Regions from separate parts of the Sus scrofa genome. Here region 2 is linked to region 1. A link is a contact called in public HiChIP or PLAC-seq data. All regions are on one chromosome and are shown on one strand. Each heading gives the region's core, a stretch centred on a gene start, on an enhancer-like site or on the middle of the called end of the contact. The rest is flanking DNA. Distances are from core to core; before and after follow the strand shown.

Region 1 (3,485 bases), core at 819-3,318:
AATGTCACCTCCTCCAGGCAGCACTGCCCCCCCACCACATCGTGATTGCTGCTCTATACTTGTGAACTTAGAGCTCACAGATCACTATCAGAACTTGGCCCCAGTTCTCCAACTTATGGCATTTGGGTCAAGGCTCAGAGAGGGCCAGTGACTTCTTGACATCACACAGCAAGCAAGGATGGAGCTGGCCAGAATCCATGTATCTGTCTGGCCCACTGACCTTCAAAGTGAGTTACCACTGTCAGTAGACAGGGTCAGGACAGGACAGAATTGTCTGTTTTCTTTCTTTCTTTTTTCTTTTTCTTTTTTTTTTTTTTTTTTTTTTTTTGTCTTTTGTCTTTTTAGGGCCACACCTGTGGCATATGGAGGTTCCCAAGCTAGGGGTTAAATCGGAGCTGTAGCCGCCGGCCTATGCCACAGCCAGAGCAATGCCATATCCAAGCCACGTCTGTGATCTACACCACACCTCACGGCAACGCCGGACCCTTAACCCACTGAACGAGGCCAGGGATCGAACCCACAACCTCATGGTTCCTAGTTGGATTCATTTCTGCTGCACCGTGACGGGAACTCCAAGAATCATCTGTTTTCATCAATCCTCCTGGATTGACCTTTGAGAGCAAAAAGGCAGAGTCAAGGAGCGAGCTCCCCATTAGTATAGGGGCACAAGTGAGGCTGCACCATGGTGAAGTGCCATGGTTCAAACAGACAGGGATCAGTGGCCTGACCTGACATTCCTGGCTCATCCCTACTGTACCCTGGCTGCTTCCCCCAAGGTCAACTCTAGCCCCAGTGATACTCTTGGTGAGATTAAAGAGGTAGGGGGTGTCTGGCTTCCTTTACCCCCCCCCCCATTGAGTGGTCTCTGGAGCCAGATTATCCAGGTTTAAATCCCAGTTTCCCTCCCATTCACTAGCTGTGTGTCCTTGGGCTAGTTACTCACCCTCTCTGGGCCTCACTTTCCTCATCTGTGAATAGGAACAAAAATCAAGCCTACCTCAAGGGTCGCTGTGAGAATTAAATCACTTGCTACCTGTAAAGGACTTAGAACTGGGCCGTGCACATGGCAGGCACCATGGGTGCCAGCTAATATCTCTGTCTACTTCCTGACCAACTCATGCTTACCCTTAATTCAACCCCCTGGACTTATCACAGGTCCTTGCTCCTACGCCTTCCCTCCCACCCTCCGTGCCACCCCTTGTGGCCCCCGAGAGCCAGCTCAACCTCCAGAGCACCTTGACGGGAAATTCTTGGAGCATGAATTTTCCTTTCCCGGAAGACCCAAACTCCACCCAGAAAACTTCCCTCGTCACAGTCCGGACCTGAGCTTGTCCCCAGCAGCCTCTGATGGACCAGAGGGCTGGACCGAGACACCATCTACACCAGCAAAGTGAAACCCTCAGAGCCACCCTGTGACACTGGTCTTACTGTTTTGCCATTTTACAGATCAGAAAACTGAGGCTAGATCCCCACCACTGGAGCCAAGACGTGGACCTAGGTCTCACCCTAGAGAAGTCCTTGCAGAGGGGGCGCTAGCAAAGTTTCTAGAAATGCGTGCTCCCCTGGCCTTCAGAGACCCTCAAAGAAAAGGACAGAAAAATGGGTTGTGGGGGAGGGGGGCAGCCAAGACCACAGGCAGTAAAGACGACTCCAGCCTGGGAGGGAGGCTTTGAGGACCAAGGGCCCCAGGGATGCTCCCACCCTCCAGTTCCCGTTCTGGAGCAGCTGCCCTTGACCTCAGGCCTTCCGTAAACACGCAGAGAACGGAACGGTCTGGCCCAGCTTGACACAATGGGGGTCCCCATTGCAGAGTCCCCAAGGATCCAGGCAGAGAGGAGGCGGCCAGGGCTCATCTAAGCTAAGACTCCCCCGCTGCCCATCCCCAGGGCAGGCTGGACCCGGGAGGAAGGGTCCCAGTTCCCGCTCAGGCCCAGCCCTGCCCATTCTCCTGATGGGGGAGAGGGCGACGGGCAGGGGCCCCGTGGCTCACTTTCTCCCCGGGGGCCTGAGTCACTTCCTCTGCCATCCGTGTGGAGCCACGAGTCACCGCTGGCCCAGTCCCGGCTCCTGGAAAACCCATTTCCTCAGAGGATGGAGGTGGAAGTTGAGTGGACGGGACCTGGGCGGCTCTGGGGTTAACCCTTTGCAGGCAGACACCTCCCCAGGAAGAGGACTTGGCCCCGGGCCCCACCCCTCTCCTCCTCTTGACCTGAACCAACACCGTGGACACAGACTTGCCCTCCCGACTCCAGTGCCCATCTGCCGTCAGAATTCTCTTCTGTGTTCTTAGTGGGACGGGGCAGGCGGGCAGACCACGACCTGCACTCAACCCTAGATGCCCTCCACTGCCACAAGGAGCTCCTATCAGAGGCATCCCTACCCACCTGTGGGTCAGAACCACCCCCAGGAAGTTCACTAAAATGCAGATTCACAGGCCCTTGCCACTGAGGGGCCGGATGCTATGGGGTGGGGGCGGGGGTGGCAGGGCTCGGGAGTCCGGCTTTAGCAAGCATCCATTTGATGGACACTCCGAGGGCACAGAACCACATGGTTGTGTGGCTGGGATAACACCAGTTGGCCCGGGTTACAGAGTCAGAGGCGGGTGGGGCCCCGGCTCACTCAGGCAGTAAAGGGTTGGCCTTGGAGGGGACTAGGGCGGCCTGCCTCCCAGTGGCGCCTCTTCTCACTGACGGCAAGGAGAAGTCGTGCTCCTGGGTGGCTCACCTAACATTTAGCAGGGTGCCCAGAACCTGGAAAGGGCGTCCCAAGGCACAGCTGGGGGCAGAAGGGCATGGGTGGGGGAAGGGAGCCCCTGCCTGAGGGGGTCTCCAGCTACAAGCCTGGGTTCGCCCTCCTGGGGGGAGGGACCGCAGGGAGAGGACCCCTCACAGCTTTCCCCGTTCTAGCCCCGCCATCGGGGGTGCCCCGTGGAGCTGCTGGGTGTCCCCCTGAGCCCTGGGGAGAGGGCCTCAGGAAGGAAGGATTTGGTCAAGAGAGGGGTGGGTCAGCGTGAAACCTTTGGGTGGAAGCACACACGAGTGTGGATGTGGGTGTGTGTGCACGTGTGAGTGTCTGTCCGTGGGTGTGGTGTGCAGAGGAGCGAGGACGAACGTTAGCACAGAGCGGAGGTTTTAGCAGGTGTTTCCTACAAGGGGAGGGGGGCTGAGAGGACCCTCCACCGGCCGCTTCCAAACTCCTCTGTAAAAGTCATTCTGAGAAACACCATGTACCCAACAAACAGGAGGTGCCCCCATCAGCCCCGGGCGGGACCCCGGGCCACACCTCACTCCCAGCCCAGCCCCCAGCCCCCCGGCAGTGCCCGCAGCTCCTGGGAGCACAGCTGGCAAACACGGAGCCCCTGTCCCCTCCTCGTGTTCCTGCTCCGCCAGCCGGGTGACTGAGGCCCAGGCTAGGTGATCCCACAGAACTCCCCCAGGAAGGGTGTTCTGGCCTGGCTGGGGCAAACACAGTGACTTCAGGTTTCA
Region 2 (3,498 bases), core at 463-2,962, 180 kb before region 1:
GCTGTGGGTGTGGCCCTAAAAAGACAAGAAAAAAAAAAATTCAAGTCCGGAATCATCTGATTTTCCTTTGGTCCTCCTCAAGCACTAATAACTTTATTGTTACACTTAAGACCTCTTGGCTCCCCAGATTGAACATTCTGTGAATTGAATCCTGTTTGACATATGTGCCTGGGGGGCCCTAGATGGAGGAAGGTGCAGCAAAGACCTGGGTGGAAGGAGGAGCCTTGAAAAATTTGAAGCATATGATCGTTTCTTTGTTTATATAGGTTTCAGGTTTAGGGTTTTCTTTAAGAGGCAATAAAAGCTCCCATTTATGGAGACTTACCACGTGCCAGGCATTTTTATATTTTGTCTCTAATCCCCTGGGATCTTCCCTTGCCAGGAAAGCTCTGCTCGGCTCTCCTCCTTGGCAGCACCCCCCTGCCCCCCGCACTCTGTGCCAGCACGTGATGGGCCTCCGTGCAGCTCTGCCGTGTTGACTCTCCCCATTACAAGTGAGGCAGCTGCAGCTCGGGTTATGGGCTCTTGCATTATTCACGTGTCCATGTAATAAGCACTTAGTTTAGACAGAGCGCTGAGGGGCGCTGGAGCTGAAAGGGGGGAAGGAGCTGCCGTGTGTGGATCAGAAAAGCTCTCAGGCACCAGCTGCCATGAGGAAGCCCCTCTGCCAGGATTTGTACCCAGAAGCTCATCGTCAGTCTTTGAGACTCTAAACACATCACTGACCAGTTTGCCTACTCCCTGCGCTTGAAAATATTTTACTTGCAGGAAAGGTTTTTTGGGTCACATGCACCATTCTGCCCTCCTGACCCTCGATGCTGCCGTGAACATGGCATGAGTGTCACTGGAAGTGCCCGCTGCTTGGACCACTGTCCTTGCCACTTCCAATGTGCTGTTCCACCACTTCAGAAATCTTTTTTTTTTTTTTTTTTTGCTTTTTAGGGCCACACCTGTGGCATATAGAGGTTCCCAGGCTAGGGGTTGAATTGGAGCTGTAGCCGCTGGGCTGCGCCAGAGCCACAGCAACACGGGATCCGAGCCGCGTCTGCGACCTACACCACAGCTCACGGCAACGCCAGATCCTTAACCCACTGAGCAAGGCCAGGGATCGAACCCGCAACCTCATGGATCCTAGTCTGGTTCATTAACTGCCGAGCCGTGAAGGGAACTCCCAGAAATCTTTTCTCCGTGTGCTTTCTTTTTCTCTTCTCCAGTTGGGCTCAGTGGCGCTTACAGAACAATTATTGCTCCTCGTATGAATGTGCTTTGCGCTGACCCTCCTAAATGTGAATGGGGAGGACGTCTAGTGACGTGTGGAGGCTGGAGCATGTGCATTGATTGTCATCCCTTCTTGAACCCAAATGAAATGAGTGGAAAGGATTAAAAAAGTAAAAACTCATAAGGATGAAAAGAGGAAACAACAGCAGACAAAAGAGGTCAAAGAAGCTGGACTTGGAAACACCTGGCAGAGAGGGGTGGGCTGATGAGTCATCAAACCCAAAACAGAGATCAAGGGAACCCTGAACAATGACAGGTCTGGCCGCCTTTCCCGTTTAGGTCTCAGAATATCGGCATCAGGGATTATACTCAGCCCTGGCAGGAGGTGGGACTATTCGCTTCCAGGGAAATTGACCAGCTCAAGAGAAAGGACCTATGACAGTGACAGTGGAGGCCCTCCTGAAAGGGCCTGGTCCCCACTCTGTCCCCTGTACAGGAAGTCCTCTAATCACAACCTCTTTCCACACAGCAGTTTGCAATCAACTTTGTAATGCCTCATCCTTAAATAGAAACAGAAAGTCAAGAATAATCTAGCAGGAAGTCTAACTGAAACGTGGATACCAAGACCAAACAAACAGGAGAAAAAGAGAGAAAACAGACAATTGAGGCAGCAGAAGAAAGAAAAAAAATGAACTTTATAATTAATGGTTCCAGAGAGATGAGATGCAAATGCATTCTTGAAATGTTATATAATAAAGGAATATTTAAAACTGATAAAAACCTCTGGGGAATTAAAAATATAATGTCAAGGGGGAAATCAGTAGCAGGTCGGAAGATAAAGCTGAGGAAGCTTCTCAGGAGCTAGAACAAAAGTAGATGAAAAAATAAGAAAGGTAGATTCAAATCAGCAGTTCAAAAAAAACAAGAAACAAAAGCAAAAAACCAGACCCAAAGGAATTCCAGAGAGAACTAAGAAAAATAGGAGAGGAGGAAAATAGCAAAGAAATAACCCAAGAATGGAGTTCCTTTTTCAGTGGTTTAAGAACCCCACTGGCATCCATGAGGATGCAGGTTCGATCCCTGGCCTTACTCAGTGGGTTAAGGATCTGGTGCTGCCATGAGCGGTGGTGTAGGCCAAAGATGTGGCTCAGATCTGGCTGTGATGTAAGCCAGCAGCTACAGCTCTGATTCAACCCCTAGCTTCAGGAATTTCCATATGCCATGGGAGCAGCTCTAAAAAATAATTAATTAAAAGAAATAACCCAGAAAATTTGCCACAACGGAAGCACATGAATTTCTAAATTGAACAAATCCTGCTGAGCACCCAGCACTGTGGGTGACAGTCTTTAAGGAGTCACATATCTCAGGTTTGTCCAAGTATTTTCACAGAGCACTTGTTACTCTTAGTAGATATCCACTACTAAGTGGCAGAGGAAAAGTAGTTTCTCTGTCCCTTCATAAAATTTCCTCCTTCAGAAACTTCCCATTACAAACCAGAGGGAACCACTGGAAATGCTTTGAAGCTTAACTCATGCTGAGAAGAATGTTAACCACTCATCCTAAGCGCCTCTACTCAACATCTATTCTAAAAGCAGCGAGTTTATGTCCTCCCCTTCCTAAAAAACTAACTCTGTAGTTTAAAAGATTATACATTTGGAGTTCCCATCGTGGCTCAATGGCTAACAAATCCGACTAGGAACCACGAGGTTGCGGGTTCGATCCCTGGCCTTGCTCAGTGGAAGGTTGTATGCGGGCTCAGGATCAAGCCTGGATTGGTTGCTGTGGCTGTGGTGTAGGCCGCAGCTACAGCTCCAATTAGACCCCTAGCCTGGGAACCTCCCTATGCCATGGGAGTGGCCCTAGAAAAAGGCAAACAGACAAAATAAATAAATAAATAAAATAAAAAAGATTATATACTTTGAAAGGGGGTGGGCAGCGGAGGTTCCCTGGTGGTGCAGTGGGTTAAGGATCTGGCGTTGTCACTGGAGTGGCTCAGGTTACTGCTGTGGCCGGTGTGGGTTTGATTCCTGGCCTGGGAATTTCCACATGCCCTGGGCGTGGTCAAAAAAAATTAAGGACGAATAGTGACTTTCAGATTCTTGGGGAAGTGCCCTTGTGCACCCACTGAGCACTTGACTAAGTGCTTTAAAATAATGCCACCAGGAAGGACAAAATAAGTGCCTTTGCAGACACACACCCATAGCAGTTGATCGAATTGATCTGGTGTAAGTTCTAGTGTCGTTATCAACCAGGTAATTCATCTCAAACTGGTCTGTAAGA

Evidence for each region. HiChIP or PLAC-seq counts read pairs in DNA pulled down with a chosen protein or histone mark.
Region 2: a contact with region 1 is called in an H3K27ac HiChIP or PLAC-seq map of skeletal muscle, with 5 times the contacts expected there. The contact joins two enhancer-like sites. A contact is called at or near these places in 5 of 47 Hi-C or Micro-C datasets (embryonic fibroblasts, fetal skeletal muscle, liver and 1 more) and 1 of 2 datasets of contacts at active chromatin or transcription factors (skeletal muscle).

Annotation. Positions count from the first base shown.
Region 1 is chr6:19,550,599-19,554,083 of Sscrofa11.1, reverse strand. The region is part of intron 1 of ADGRG1 (adhesion G protein-coupled receptor G1); the gene reads right to left. Among named protein-coding and RNA genes, the nearest start is that of ADGRG1, 16 kb to the right of the region's middle. Within about 2 kb of position 2,068, at least 16 of the 83 cell types and tissues checked have an H3K27ac peak or open chromatin away from gene starts, as enhancers often do. A contact at or near this core is called in skeletal muscle, where this site is marked.
Region 2 is chr6:19,732,530-19,736,027 of Sscrofa11.1, reverse strand. No RefSeq gene overlaps it. Among named protein-coding and RNA genes, the nearest start is that of KIFC3, 38 kb to the right of the region's middle. Within about 2 kb of position 1,712, at least 21 of the 83 cell types and tissues checked have an H3K27ac peak or open chromatin away from gene starts, as enhancers often do. A contact at or near this core is called in skeletal muscle, where this site is marked.